Regions from separate parts of the Mus musculus genome. Here all the other regions are linked to region 2. The links are chromatin contacts, called in public promoter capture Hi-C maps. All regions are on one chromosome and are shown on one strand. The core of a region is the stretch at or near the end of the contact, and the rest is flanking DNA. Distances in the headings are between cores, read along the strand shown. Region 1 holds the start of Tapbp (TAP binding protein). Region 2 holds the start of Zfp101 (zinc finger protein 101). Region 3 holds the start of Cyp4f16 (cytochrome P450, family 4, subfamily f, polypeptide 16).

Region 1 (4,624 bases), core at 41-2,540, 520 kb before region 2:
ACTCTGGGATCTGGAAACCGACACCATGACCGCCTCTGCAAAGTCCCGCCCCCAAACCACAGTAGGTTTCAATTTTACTCTCAGCCTACAATGAAGGGTGAAGATAAAATCTAACCAACTCCCTTCCCTTAACAAAAGAATATATACTGATCCCCAGTTGAAGAAATGACCCATTCAAACCTCTTGGCGAGTCGCCGAACTGGCCCATCTAGATCCTTAAAAACTACCCATCCATCTCGCGCGCCTCTCGGCGGCTACCTGTTGCCATGGTGATGACGACAGGCTCCCGCAGAGGCTCCGGCTGTGGTCGCAGCAGGCTGGAGAGGCTGAAGAGAGTGCTGGATACGCTGACCAGCAGCCAATCCCCGTCCAGGGCCCGCGGGCAGTTCTGCTCCGGACTCAGACTTCTAGCCCACTTCGCCGAGGCAGGGAACGGGATGAAGCGGCTCATCTCGCAGTGTGGGGCGGAGGCGCCTGCGGGGTACCGCCTGAAGGCGGCCAGGAGCATTCCCGCCGGGTCTGCAGAACCGAAAAGGGTGTAACGGTAGCCCGGACTGGAAATGTGCTGACTACACACAGGCCGGAAGGCACAAACTAGCAAAGTAGTGAACGACTTAGAGAGCATCCAAACGTATTTACAAAAGGGAAAACTGAGGCCCAGCGTCCCTGCGTGAGCTAAGAGGAGGCGACAGATGCAGGTAAGTCCCGAAGACTCACCATCCACCTTGAAGTATAGCTTTGGGTCAAGATCTGGCCGGGGCGGCGGTCCCCTGGGTCCATGGCGCAGTAGCAGTGTGGCAGGTTTCTTAGACAGGCCACCCCCACCTGCATCCTCCACGAACCAGCACTCGATCGCCTCTGGTCCAGCCGAGACGACGGAGACGACGGTCGCTAGGCCTGGGGAGAGGGGCTCCGGTGACCAGAGGGCCATAGGATGTCCGGCGACCGGCGACCGGCCCGCCCCTTCAGACCCGCCATGGGACCTCCTCCCTCTCCTTCCCAGTGTGTCTATTCCTAAACAAGAAGAAATGGGGTCTGCTCACCCAGTGCCACAGCGACGAGCAGGAGCAGAGGCTTCATGGTGCTACGATCTCTCCTACCAAGTCTTTTCTTCCCCTTTCACTTTCATTTTCCTTCTAAGGCTGGGGTGAGGAACTGGAAATTCCCCGATCTGGTCAGGTGAGGGCGTGACTGCGCGTTGGAGGAACGCCGCCCACAGGGGCCAAACAGAGTTGCCGAAACCCTGTCTGTAGCTCTCCAGCCACTCCTCGCCCTGCACCCACCCCCTTGGCTCACCGGACTGCGCCAACTTTGAGCCCTTTATCAGCCTAGACTCCGCCCTCCTGCTGTGCCCTCTCCGCGCCACCTCCCTTAAAACCACACTCCCGCGTTCCCAGACCTGTGCCAGGTCCCAGCAAACAGAGGGGTGTTGGGAAGCCAAGTGAAGTGACCAATAAATATTTTAATCACCGTTAAAAATTAAGACCTATACTACGCGGCTCCCACCTTGTGTCCACCCACTTTCATGACAACCCAATTTGGGATCCCCATGGCAAGGGTGGGGTAGTACAGAAATAAGGGGCGTATCCTTCAAGAGGAGAAAGGACAATCGTTAAGACTCAAAGGCCTTGTCCCACAACACAAACACAGACTTCAGGCACAAACTAGCACAACCTGACTGTTGGCTCTGTGACTCTAGGATGCTCAAAAGGTCCCTTTTCCATTCCCCCACCTTGTTGGCACTACTCCGTGAAGGTGGGGCTCTGGTGTGCTCAGGGGAAAAGCAAAAACACAGCTTAGTTCCAGAGATCTCGAGGAAGGGGCTGAGGAATGGAACGGGCTGGCGACGGTGCAACCCACGCCCTTCTCTAGAATATATACAAGTCCACCGAGGTAAGGGAAGACTGTTTGGTGGGGGAAACCCCGGGAGCCATTGCTCTTAGACTAAGCTCCCCAATTGCCTGCTCTTCAGTGTGCTGCACCTCCACCCCCACTGAAATCCATCTCCACTTTGTGCACGCTGGGTGGGGACCAGACACGCCTATGGGACGGGGGCGTGGCCGAATTTGCCTCATCGCCACTGCCCCCACCCACTGTGGAAGACTCCCTCTTGGGTTGCAATGCTGGCCCAGAAGGTGTCCCGGGTCCAGGTCCAGGACCCGGTCCAGATCCGACCCCACCCACACCCATCCGGTGCCGACGCTCACAGTGTCCCCGGTGACGCATGAAACTGTCCCGCCACATGAACTTCTTGGCGCAGACACTGCATTCGTACGGCTTGAGGCCCGTGTGTGTCTTCATGTGCTCGGTCAGGTGGTGTTTCATCTTGAACTTTTTGTTGCACACGGGGCAGTCAAAGGGTCGCAGGTTGAGATGCATATTCACGTGCCGGTCCCGCATGCTCTTATGTGAGAAAGCCTTCCCACAGTGGCACAGAAAGATCTTATTCCCGTCGCTGTTGCCTGTCCCTCCAGGAGCCCCACCAGAGCCACTTGGTATGCCCAGCCCCACCGCAGAGGTGCCCCCGAGGGTCACTGCCCCGTGCTCAGCTGTGTTCCCTGGTGGCTGGCCTGGAGCCTGTGAAGAGGAGGATGGGAAAACCAAGATCTGGTTGCCCGGCACATCCAATGGAAGGAGGGGTCGTGGAGGGTGGGTGAGGGCATAGGAGGAAGGGGTGGGTCCTCCGGGGTCATCAAGCCCTGCCCCAGCGCCCCCACCCTCATAGGGGCCAAAGTCATTGGAGGATTCACAGAAGTTGACCTGCTCTTCCCCCTTGTCTGCAGGCTCGGTCAAGGTCCGAACATCACTGATACTGAGGGTAGCCTCGGGCTCTCCCCCTGCAGGAACCCCAGAGCCGCCTCCCATTTCTTCATCCTCATCATCCTCACAAGTCAACACCAGATCTTCCTCCTCTTCCTCATCTTCTAGATCGGGGTCTTGGTGGACCAGGGAGGCTGGTGCAGGGCAATTTCTAGCTTGCTTCACATACACCCAGTGTTTCTGTGGCACTGCACTGGCAGGCATGCAGTTAGACCTCCGGAGCCCAGCCCCGGGGGCCACGGCCCCTCTCCCATCCCCACCGTCATCGCATAGCTCATCGGCCTCCAGCAGCAACTTCCCGGAGGTGGTACCCGCACTGCCAACCACAGGGGCTGGGAACACCGGGCCACCATCCCGACGGTTCCCACTACCTGCTGCTGAGGCCACAAATGCATCCTGGGAGGTAGAGGAGAAATCAGTCGACTCCCGGGGGCTGAAGTAGTTGCTACTGCTGGGAGACTGATTCTCACTGGCCCTGCTGGAGGTATGGGAACGGACAGAGCCTACGGTGGCAGGGGCGACAGTGCCCCCATTCCCTGATGGGACACTGGCACAAGGGACAGAGACAGAGGGGGCTGCAGCAGTAGTGACAGTGGTTGTAGTGGCTGCGGATCGACCCTCCCGAAGGAGTTCAGTGCACTTATCCACAATGTGCCACATCTGGAGGACCGACCCCACTGTGAGGAAGTTGACAATGTCCGCAGCAGCCATGCTGAGGCGGCCCGTGTAAGCTGAGGCCAGGACAGTCTCAAAAGCGCCTGGGTCCATGACGCTTGGCAGGGAAATGGAAGTCATGCCTTTCAGTAGGACCTGGTCGTGGAAGTAAGGAGAGGAGGCAGCCAAGACGGCCCTGTGAGCGCGGAACTCCCGTCCCTGCACGCGGATGGACACATCACAGAGCTGACCCTGGAGCCGCTGCTGGTTGAGGGATTCCAGGAGGGCACTGGTCACCTCAGGGAAGGACACGTGTACCACTGCAGCTGCCGGCAGAGGCAGTGGCGGTGGAGCCAGTGACAGAGGCAGTGGGAGTGTGGCCCCACTGGGTGACAGAGCAGACGGCTCCATGCTGTGGAAGGAGATACCCCCCCAGCCACAGGAACAAAGGAAAGAAGAGGGCGGCCGGGGGGGTCTCTAGGGAAAAAAAAAAAAAAAGAATAACAGCATTTTGAAAGCATCACTGATTTTAAGCCATCACAGTATTTAAAAAAAAAAAACAGGTACCCCTGTCAACCCCATGGTACAGACGGGGCAACTGAGGCTCACTATTAAGTAAAACATCCAATCAAACACCACCAAACCGCAGCGCTAGCAAAGAAAGTATTCCAAGTTTAGTACTCTCGCTCCTGGGTCAGGAAATAGGGGGCTCTCAGGGAAGGGGCGTCTATCCTAGTCTACGGCTTCACTCTCAAAAGAACGCCCCCTCCTTGGTGTTGCGTACCGATTTTCTTGGGGTGAAGGGGTGTTCTCCACAGTTCTCAAGCTCCTCCCCCTAGAGCCCCCAGTTGATCCCGACCCCGCCCCTTCAGGACCCTCCAGGGCTCCGCCCCCTGGATCCCCGACCCCGCCTCGTGTTTGCCCCCGCCCCCGAACCCCGCCCCCCAGTCCTCCCCAATCGCGCCCTCGGACTGTTCCCCAGCCTGAGGGGGGCCCCCAGCCCCGCGCGCCCCCGCTTACCTGGCCGCGCGCCCCCGGGCCCCCCCCCTCACTCCGCGACCAGAGCCGCAGCCCCAGCCCCTCCCGCCGCCATCTTGTGCCGACTCCCTCCGCCTTCCGCCTCCACTCCGCCTCCCGGACCTGCGACCTT
Region 2 (4,806 bases), core at 925-3,424:
ATAAAATGGGGAGAAACCCATTAAAATCAGGGACTAGACAAGGGTCTCCTCTCTCTCTCTCTCTCTCTCTCTCTCTCTCTCTCTCTCTCTCTCCCTGTCTCTCTCTCTCTCTCTTTCTCTCTAATATAGTATTCAAAATTATAGCCAGAGAAATTAGACAAAAAAAGAGATCAAAGAGATACAAATGTTGGTCTCATTTACTTCTTTTCTGTGAATTTCCTTCTTGGCAAAATAGTTGACTAGCTTTTATATATTCATTGACTATTTGTACTGGTTTTGAGAAGTTTCTGATTATAACCTTCACCCAGTCACTGGTTCTCTCTCTCTCTCTCTCTCTCTCTCTCTCTCTCTCTTTCTCTCTCTCTCTTTCTCTCTCTCTCATTCAATTTATTTCAATTCAGAACATATTCTAAAGGCAGAAGTAAAATCAGTAATTTTATAAGACCTATGTGTCTTTTGTGTGATCTACTTGACTGTTAGTATTTTATAAAAGGTATCTCATGTGTGACTTCATTTCTTAACATACCTTTTCACTGTGTTTTCTGGTCATTGAATAAGAGTTTAGTTGAAATGGTTCTATCTTTTCTTTCCATTGCTTTAAACAAAAGCAACTTTGTTTAGGGAAGGATGTATTTTATCTTATGGCTTAAAGTTCATCATGAAGGGAAATTATTAGAGTTCTTGAGAGTAACAAAGCTTACAGAATGAATCTTTCTATATGTATAGAAAAGGGGTTTACTGGAAAGACTCACAGGCTGCGGTCTAGCTAATCCAACAATGGTTGGCTGTGGATGGAAAGCCCAAGAATCCTGTAGTTTCTCAGACCACGAGGCTAAATGTCTCAGCTGGTCTTCAGCTTATGCTGGAATCCCTAAAAAGTAAGGTTCTGATGCCAGTGAAGGAATGGACATGCTAGCAAGGCTAGGGCAAGCAGGCAGGAGCAGAAGCTTCCTCGTCCAGCTCTAGCAAAGCCTGTAGCCTAGATTAGAGCTGATTCAAGGTTTGGTTCAAAGGCCTGGGACTCCCTACCTCAAAGGTCCAGACCTGAAGCAGAATCACCGACTCCAAAGCAAGCAAAAAGTTCTCACAGGTATGTCCTCCATTCCCAGATTTGATTTCATGACTAACAGAGTCAAGTTGACAACCAGAAAAATAATCATCACAGGACTCAAGAAGAAATTTGGAGGTGGGAACTGAAGTAGAGGTCATGGGGAAATACTGCATGTTCACTCTCCCTTTTTATACAGCCTAGGCCTATCTACCTAAGTATGCATTAATACAGTAGATTGGAAACCCCCCCCCCCCCACACACACACATCATTCTTTAATCCAAAAATATTCTACAGTCTTGCCTATAGCCAATCTAATGGAGGCATTTCTAAGTTGAGTTCCCTTCTCTCAGATGACCCCCACTAACATCAAGTCGACAAAAGGCCAACCAGTACCGGAGCGAAAGCCTCTTCTTTGCTTACAAGTTTTTTTCTATTTACATTATTAATTCATATATGTTGCTTTCTGCTCTTGGCTTGGTTTATAGTAATAATGTTCAATACCCAGAAGTAGTCCAAGTAAAGCCTGTAAGAAGAGACATTTGCAAAAGCATATGTCTTTATCAAACGTGTTTTAAAATATTATTTCTTCAGACAAAGCTTTAACATATTTGTACAGGTTTCTTTCAAACCTGGGGCTCAATCAACATTTTAAATCTTAACTTTCAAAAAATATAGGTGCAAAAGTCCATTTGCCTCATCTCAGATTCTTAAGTTGGCACTCATTATTGGCACTGTCCTCTCCTGACCGGGTAACCTTCTCTGTTTGGGGTCATGGGTTTTCCTTTCCCTACACTGAGTCTGGGATGTCCAGAGCCAATCTGTAGCGCTATTTTATGTGAAACAGTAGAAGCCCACTGAGTACACGACAAAGCGAGTGCGTGCACTAAAATCCCAGAAGGCGTCGTGCTTAAATGCAAGGATCCCACATATTTACTCCAAACGGAACGTCTGGGTTAAGATTGGGTGTTGCTCTATCTTTTTTTTTTTTTTTTTTTTCCCCATTTGCGTCAAGTATGGGAGAGGTTGTTGATCCTGCTACTCACGAATAAGAAGGCGGGTCCAGCATCTTTCGCCAATCAGAGCCGCTGTTACTTCCTTGCTGGAACTGTCAAATGAGGAACACGGATGTTCTGAAGTTTCTGCCCCTGGCTCCATTTTTGAATCCCGTGTAGCTTTTGTGAGGTGTTGTGACAGCTGGTTTCAGTCAGTGCCACCTATTTTGTCGGCAGGCTCTTCCGAAGGACCCCCGCATGCGTCCGAAGCTGGAAATGGTGAGTACACGGTTGCTCCCGGAGTCGTGGGCCGCGGCTTTGACGTAGCCTGGCGCAGCTTGGCACCGCCGACCCGACGTTCCTCTGGCGCTGTGCTGCAGTTCGAGGTGGAGCTTGGCACCGGCGGAGCCAGGAGTCGGAGGCTCCTCCTGCCCTGTCGCTGTAAAACTGCTTTATCCCAGTCCCTTGGCTATCATGGGGAATGAGCTCGGTGGTCCTGCACCCTGCAGACTTTGCAGCGCTCACGGGTTGGTGATGCGGTCTGGTCAGTGTAGTGAAAGGACGTGGGTGTTGAGCGTTACTGCTGGTCTGACCTTGCACTTGCGTTTGGCCTGCTTTATTGTTTTCTGAGGTCTCCTTGATTTTGTATTAGTTTTGCTCTAGGCTGCTTCTCCAAAGAGAAGGAATATGTAATGTGCTTTTGGTGGCAGTGGTGCTGGTGAGTTTTTGATTGGTTGATTTCTTTGTTTTTCAGACAGGGTTTCTCAGTAGCCCTGGCTACCCTGGAACTCACTTGGTAGACCAGGCTGGCTTCGAACTCAGAGATTCTCCTGCCTCTGCCTGTAATGTGTGTTTGTTTGTCTTCTTTCCTTTCTTGGAACTCATTACGTAGACCAGGCCTACCTTGAACTCAAGAGATCTGCCTGCTTCTGCTTCCTGAGAACTGCAGTTTAGATGCGAGCACCATCATGCCCTACAAGGTGGGCTCCTTAATTAGTATTTACCAAGATTACAGTCCTCTAGAAAAATATTAACATCTTCGGTTGTTTCCTTTGCCCTTATGTAAATCGTTTTTCTAGACAGTGTAATTTGCGACTAGGGAAAGTGTGGACAGGGGCCATCTGGGAGAAAAACATACGTGTCTTCTATCTTCTGGATGAGGTATTTTTTTGAGAGTTGGTTTGAGTGCACAAAACATTTCAAATTTTATTAGTGTTGTTCATGTGTGGTGAGCCAATCTTTGGGCTCCCGTGCCATAGTATATACTGTGCAGGTCAAAGGACTCCCTTGTGGGGTTGGAGTTGGTTCTCCTGTCCATTCCCTGGGTTCAGGGATCAAACACAGGTCACAACGCATGCTTGACGACTGCTTTTGCCTGTTGACTCATTTCTTCGGCTTCATTTATTTTTACTTTTACTTTTATTTTAAAACCGGGTTTCATAGATCCCTGGCTATCATGAAACTCCATATGTAGATGACCTTGAACTTGGGATCCTCCTGCCTTCAGGTTTTAGGATTTCAAGGCATGAGCCAGCACACTTGCTTTGATGTGGTGCTGGTGCTGGGACCGAGGGTGGGGGTGGGGGGGCGTCTCCATACTAAGTAAACATTCTACAGAGTCAGCCCTGTGCTCATCCTGCTGTACAGTTTTTCTCCCTTAGATTCTGGCAGGAAGATCCCAGGATTTTCTCTTTAGCAGCATGTGTGTCATTGACTGCTTAGTGGCAAGCATGGAATGCATACTAATTTTTTTTATTTCCAGGCAGAGTTTTACTGTGTGTAGCCTTGGCTGGCCTGGAACGTGCTATATAGATGAGGCTTGCCTTGAACTGACAGAGATCAGCCTGCCTCTGCCTCCTAAGTGCTAGGATTAAAGGCGTGCGCCACCACACACAACCTGGAGATATAAGATTTTCAAGTATGTTACCATGATTCTCTGAATTTCTTTGGTGTCTATTGGAATGCCTCCTTCCTCAGCTCCCATTTCATTAATGTGTGTCTTGTTTTATTTGGCTAAGGGTTTATCAATTATGTTTATCTTTTCAACACCAACTCAATTTTGTAGAATGAATATATATATATATATATATATATATTATGTGAACATTTCGCCTGACAGAAAAGATATGTAACATGTTTCCCAGATGCTCACAGAGGTTAGAAGAAAACATTAGATTCATGAGGGAGTTATAGATGGTTCTGGTCCATTATGTAAGTCCTGGGAACTAAACTCGGATCCTCTGCAAAAGGCACACATGCTCTTCTGAGCCATCCCTCCACTTCAGTGGGTTTTATTTTGTTTTTTAGTTAATTTTTTACTTAATTTCAGACTTGATCGTCATTATTTCGCTCACTTAGGGATTTGGACTTTGGGATCTTGTTTTCCCAAAGCCTTCAGGTGCTTCTTCAGGTTGTTCATTTAAGATCTGTCTAATTTATTTTGGAAAAAGATATATTTTGGGGTTTGTGTTGTTCGTGTTCCTGTGCACATCTGCATGTATGCTTGGGTTTCTGCAGAGGTCAGAAGACAGTGTTGGATCCCCTAGAGCTGGACTTACATGTAGGTATGAGCCACCTACTATAGGAGCTGGAAACCAAACTTGAATCCTCTGGAAGAGCCACAAGAGGCCTAACTGCAGAGCCATCTCTCCATCTTCCTGTCTGACTTTTTCTGTCAAGTACAAAATCATGTTTTATAGGAAAAGCTTGAATAATATTGCCCTAGTTCCCAAGATGATGTATTTATTCTCCCTAACCGTCTG
Region 3 (4,858 bases), core at 1,733-4,232, 860 kb after region 2:
CTCACCTCTTCCCCCTTTCCTTCCTCACTCCTCCATCCTCCCCTCCCGTTAGGTGTAAATTAGAGTTAATTTCATCCCATCCAATTCTCTCACTTGTCCCTAATTCACCACAGCCTATCAAGACCAGTTTTCTGCAGGAATTTCCAAAGAATTGCAGCAAACAATCACAAAGTTCTCCAAATATTGATCCCAAGTTCCAGAGAAGTGTGAACTTGGAAGTCATCTAAGGAGGAAACTGATGAATGACTTAGGAGTTGTGTCCCTAGGGTAAGGAGAAAGCTTCAAAAAAGACAACAGAGGGAAAATGGGAGAAGGTGACAGAGGAGTCATGTGGAAAGGTCAGAGGGAAGGGGATCTAGCAGTGGACAGAGAAGGACCTCAGGGAGCAAAGAGGAGACCAAGAAGGATTTAATTCTGGAGCCAAATAGGAGCTACCAGGAAAGGTGGAAAAACCATCAGAGAGCTGTGAGGAAATGAAGGAGACAGAGCCAGGACTCGGGGACATGGCAATCAAGGGTAAGAGAAATGAGAAACAAGCAGGGAAGGGAACAAACAATGACAATGATCCTGTGTCTATAATCAGATGGCAGAAACCTGATGGAGTTGGCACAAGCACATAATCCCTTGGGAAACAGATGCAGGTCTCTGTGAGTTTTAGGTAGGTCATCCTGGTGTACAGAACAAGTTCCAAGAGAGCCAAAGCTACACAGAAAAGCAAAGTACAAGTAGAATATGAAAAATAAAAACAAGAAGAAAAACAAAAAGAAGAACAAGAAGGACAAAAACAAGTAGAAGAAGTACAAGTAGAAGAAGAAGTAGAAGAAGTAGGAGAAGGAAGAAGAGGGGAAGAGGAGAAGGAGAAAGAGACGAACAAAAAGAAGAACAAGGAAAATAAGAACAAGAACAGGAAGAACAAGAAGTAGAGGAAAAAGAGGATGAGGAGGAGAAGGAAGAAGAGGAGGAGGCGGAGGAGAAAGAAAGAGGAGAAGGAGAAGGAGGAGGAGAAGGAGGAGGAGGAGGAGGAGGAGAAGAGAAGAAGAAGAAGAAGAAGAAGAAGAAGAAGAAGAAGAAGAAGAAGAAGAAGAAGAAGAAGAAGAAGAAGAAGAAGAAATAGTAGTAGTAGTAGTAGTGGGGAGGAAGAGGAAGAGGAGGAGCAACAGACAGGAGATTTAGTGCACCAAGACCACATAGGAGGTATAAGAATGGGAAGAAACATGTCACCTGACTCTACAGTATCACTGTGCATAACAAAACACAACATATGGGAGTTTGGGGGCATCAAAAGCAACACTTTTCCAAATGCTTAAAGGAAAAATGAATTGTCAAGAACCTCACACTTGAAATCTTGATAGGAATTTGAACTCATGGGGAGATGAAAGGGAACTGTAAGGAAGCTGATAGGTTAGTATGCATAAAGGATGGTGATGCTGAGAAGACATTGGATAACAATGGTTACATGAGAATGTTGGTAGGAAAGAGGATTCTGTTGAGAGAAGCAGTACTTGAATGTATGGCATTGGTGATGATATCTCTATTATGAGTGATCTAATCCCAAGATGTGGTTCTGCAACATGGAGCAGCATGGAGCAAGGGGACCTGGTGACCAGGGAAGGGTACTGAGTAGGAAGTGTAGTCATTATGATGAGACCAGAGAGAAAATGGTCATGCTGTGATGTGCCTTTGGAATAAAGTCATTGCTTAGCATGCACAAACCCTAAGCACTTCAGATAATCACTACCAATGTTAAAAAGTGTTCATCCTTGACCTACATTGCATAATGGAGCCCACTAATGCATCTTCAGGACAGAGGGCAAAATGAGGAAGGACAGTGGCCAAGAAGTGGAAGGGAAAAAAACTACAATCTCTCTTCTGCACCCAAACAGTAGGTGGAGGTAAGAAATCGCAGCTGAATCCTACAGGGCAAATAGCAACCCAGAGAGATACAGTCACTGATCTGAAACCAAGAGAGATGAGCCAGGCAGGAGGCAAGACCTTGGACATACTGAAGGAAGATCTCAAATCCAGCAGTGAAACAGAATATACCAGGGATGCCACTACTCTGTGCTATTCGCCATGGGATCCACTGACTATGACACATATCCAGGAACTTGAGGAATCCTCAGTCCTGCTGAGAGTATGGCCCACAGTAGGCTGGTGCCAGGTAAGAGAGAAAGGCTGATGAGCACAACTTGGAAAGAAAGATAAATGAATGTGGGGTTGTGATGAGAATAGGGGCCCAAATAACTTTCTTTGCTTCTCCCTGCTACAGGCTCCAGACCTTTCCTGATGCCTAGGGAACACATACACCCCGGTACCCCCAGCCTATCTGCCGCCATACTCACCATGCCCAAGTGACCTGAAAACCAGTTTTTTTTAGGAGGCTGAGGGAAACAACTGAGGCGGGAGCAGTTCTCATAGAATGAGTAAGTCCAGGCAAGGATTCTGGCCAAAATCCAGGAAGCCACTCCAAGCAGCAGAAGATGCCATGACGAGGTCACCACAGAGCCCAGGTCCAGCCCAGACACACTTAGCCGCAGCATCCTGCTGAGCAGACAGACACAGGAGGAGATTCTGAGGTTTGGAAGAGGAACCTGGAAAACTTCAGAATTTTGAGCATGGGCAGAAACTGGAGAGTAGAGCAGGGAGTAGAGCAGGGAAGGGGATGGAGATACAGGAAGAGACAGAATGAGAGAGAGAGAAGGAGGCAGGGAACACACAGACAAGAGCTGTTGAAGTCTGGGATGGCTCTGCCTGAAGCACAAACGGTTATCCAGGAACCCAGGCTCACTTGTGCCAATTGTCTCCATGGAGCCACCCCAACACTGATAAACTCATCCTGATCAGAGTCAGGACCCTGTCTTGCCTCAGAGCCCAAGTCGGTACCTTATCTCAGGAGCTGCTGGTCCTCTAAGACCTTCTCCCCAGTCCTGTGAAAAGCATTTATCCCCTGCTTCCTAACTTCAGGAAGCTGTGTGGGAGGCTGGGTTAGGCTGGACTGAACCAATCAAATCCCTCCCAGGCTCAGCCACTTCCTCCCTGCCTGGGCATCAGGCCAAAACAAGTTGGGCGGGGCCAGACTGGAGTGGAGGGGAAAGACTCAGGGCAACACACACAGGCAGGTTGCATTTAGGATGCAGCACCTCTGAGTCAAGGGCAAAGGTGACTCTGGGCCCTTCCAAGGGCAACAGTCTGCTGATAAAAGCGTGAAGGAGGAAGTACAGGTGCCAGGATGGTGTTCAGGATGTTCCCTGAGCATCTCCCAGGGATCTCTGCACATCTCACTGGTGGGAGTGCAGCATGCAGAATTCCTCACTGCAGAACTGCAGAACTGCAGACCTGTCTCTGGAATGCCTCTGCTCACCGACTACAGTCTTGCAGCATTCAGTCCTCTCCCTTAGCAGCCCAGCCCCTGGATAGAAACAATTCCAAACTAGACCAGAGAATCCAGCCATGGTCAGACTGAAGAGATAGATGTCCTGGCTGGGAAAATACACCTGGCAACTAAAGGGTCAGAGTTCAGCGGGTTTGTGAGGATGAAAGGAGTCAGACTGAAGTGCTATGAGCACAGGGGTACAGGCAAGAATGAACAAGCCTGCAATGGCTTGTCTTCCCAGGATCAAATGGCGACTTGACCTTAACAGGAGTGTATGCTGTTCAGAAACCCTAGATCGGCAAGTCATGGACTTAGCAATCACTGAACCCTCCCATGGCCATGCTCCCCATTATTAGACAAGTAAAAGGAGCCAACATCACACCAAAGCGCGGACATAAAGAACAATGGGTGGACCAGCTCAAAGGTTGGCAGATAAAAGCAATCTCAAAGTCCTGAAACAGAGTTAAGGGTACTTGATTGGTGGTTGATAGAGCAAGATAAGGGCAGAGGTCAGTGGAGAAGTCCAGACTCGCCAACTCAGGGCTCCCCAAACAAGAAATGAGGGACTATGGAGGCTAGGGGTCCCTAATAGATCAAAATTAAGCAACCTCAAGACTTCCTCCCCAGGGGATTTTTCACAAGGTGTTGTTTCCCTTTCCTCTAGTAAATTTTTCAACTTCACAGGTACTTTTTAAGCATAGGCAAAGTCTACAATTTCACAACTACTTATGACACTGAATTCTAGGGTAATGAACGTCTAAAGGAAACACACAACATTTCTAAAAGAGTCCACACTGGAGAAGACACAAGGAAAGACTGTATGGAACAGAGCAGTATAAGGCCCCCACTTGTCACAGTTGAAGCCATAGCTGTTTCGCTTGACTTAGCATTCTTATTTTTTCTTTTATTTATTTGATTTATGTATAGAGATGTTTTGTCTGCATGTATGTGTCTGCACCACACACAAGCTTGATTCCAGAAGCTTTGCAAAGAAAAGAGTGTGAGATCCCCTGGGAGTAGAACTGCAGAAAGTTCCGAGCCACCACGTAGGTAGTACAAATTGAACCTTGCTCCTAAGGAACAGAAGCCAGTGCTCTTAACCACTAAGCCATCTCTTCAGGCCTGAATGGCTCTTCTTCAAAGAATATGTTCTCCCTTCCTTCCTCGCTCTGGTTAAACTCTGGATTACTCCTTCTACTCCTGTGCCCCAACCAAACCCTCCTCTATCAGGAGGACCGGAACTCAGACTGCTGGAGTCGAGGACAGAGGAAGCGAATTACCTCCTCAGGACACTGAATACTGAAAGGACCTGAGAGCAAACCTTGACTGCAACAGTCATGAACGAACTCTGACCTAAAAACTCAGCTACGGTGTCTGTCTAAAGTCTTACCAGGTGTCTAGGGCCTTAGACTTTGGTGTTGCCAACCCCATAATAACAGATACCGGTTCCAAAAATAAACCTGCTGAGCTATAAATAAACCAAGG

What was found. Promoter capture Hi-C pulls out the DNA fragments that hold promoters and counts their contacts.
Region 1: a promoter capture Hi-C map of liver shows a contact between it and region 2, with 2.3 times the contacts expected there. The contact joins the promoter of Tapbp here to the promoter of Zfp101 in region 2. A contact is called at or near these places in 4 of 39 promoter capture datasets (3T3-L1-derived adipocytes, cranial neural crest, liver and 1 more) and 2 of 115 datasets of contacts at active chromatin or transcription factors (both in embryonic stem cells).
Region 3: a promoter capture Hi-C map of hippocampal neurons shows a contact between it and region 2, with 5 times the contacts expected there. The contact joins the promoter of Cyp4f16 here to the promoter of Zfp101 in region 2. A contact is called at or near these places in 11 of 39 promoter capture datasets (the 3T3-L1 cell line, the HPC-7 cell line, cranial neural crest and 5 more), 1 of 484 Hi-C or Micro-C datasets (bone marrow-derived macrophages), 2 of 115 datasets of contacts at active chromatin or transcription factors (bone marrow-derived macrophages and differentiating embryonic stem cells) and 2 of 9 other capture datasets (adipose tissue and liver).

What each region holds. Positions count from the first base shown.
Region 1 is chr17:33,916,144-33,920,767 of GRCm38.p6, reverse strand. It overlaps Tapbp (TAP binding protein), which reads right to left and starts at 1,290. Exons shown (of 8, transcript NM_009318.2): 1 at 1,044-1,290; 2 at 718-897; 3 at 259-519. The coding sequence starts at 1,080. Zbtb22 (zinc finger and BTB domain containing 22) reads right to left here and starts at 4,592. Exons shown (of 2, transcript NM_020625.3): 1 at 4,495-4,592; 2 at 1,443-3,951. The coding sequence starts at 3,885. The coding sequence ends at 1,969. It overlaps Gm19412 (predicted gene, 19412), which reads left to right and starts at 272. Exons shown (of 2, transcript NR_168019.1): 1 at 272-698; 2 at 1,142-1,479.
Region 2 is chr17:33,392,005-33,396,810 of GRCm38.p6, reverse strand. It overlaps Zfp101 (zinc finger protein 101), which reads left to right and starts at 2,174. Exons shown (of 4, transcript NM_009542.2): 1 at 2,174-2,323. The coding sequence starts at 2,303.
Region 3 is chr17:32,534,681-32,539,538 of GRCm38.p6, reverse strand. Cyp4f16 (cytochrome P450, family 4, subfamily f, polypeptide 16) reads right to left here and starts at 2,982. Exons shown (of 13, transcript NM_024442.2): 1 at 2,884-2,982; 2 at 2,343-2,541. The coding sequence starts at 2,540.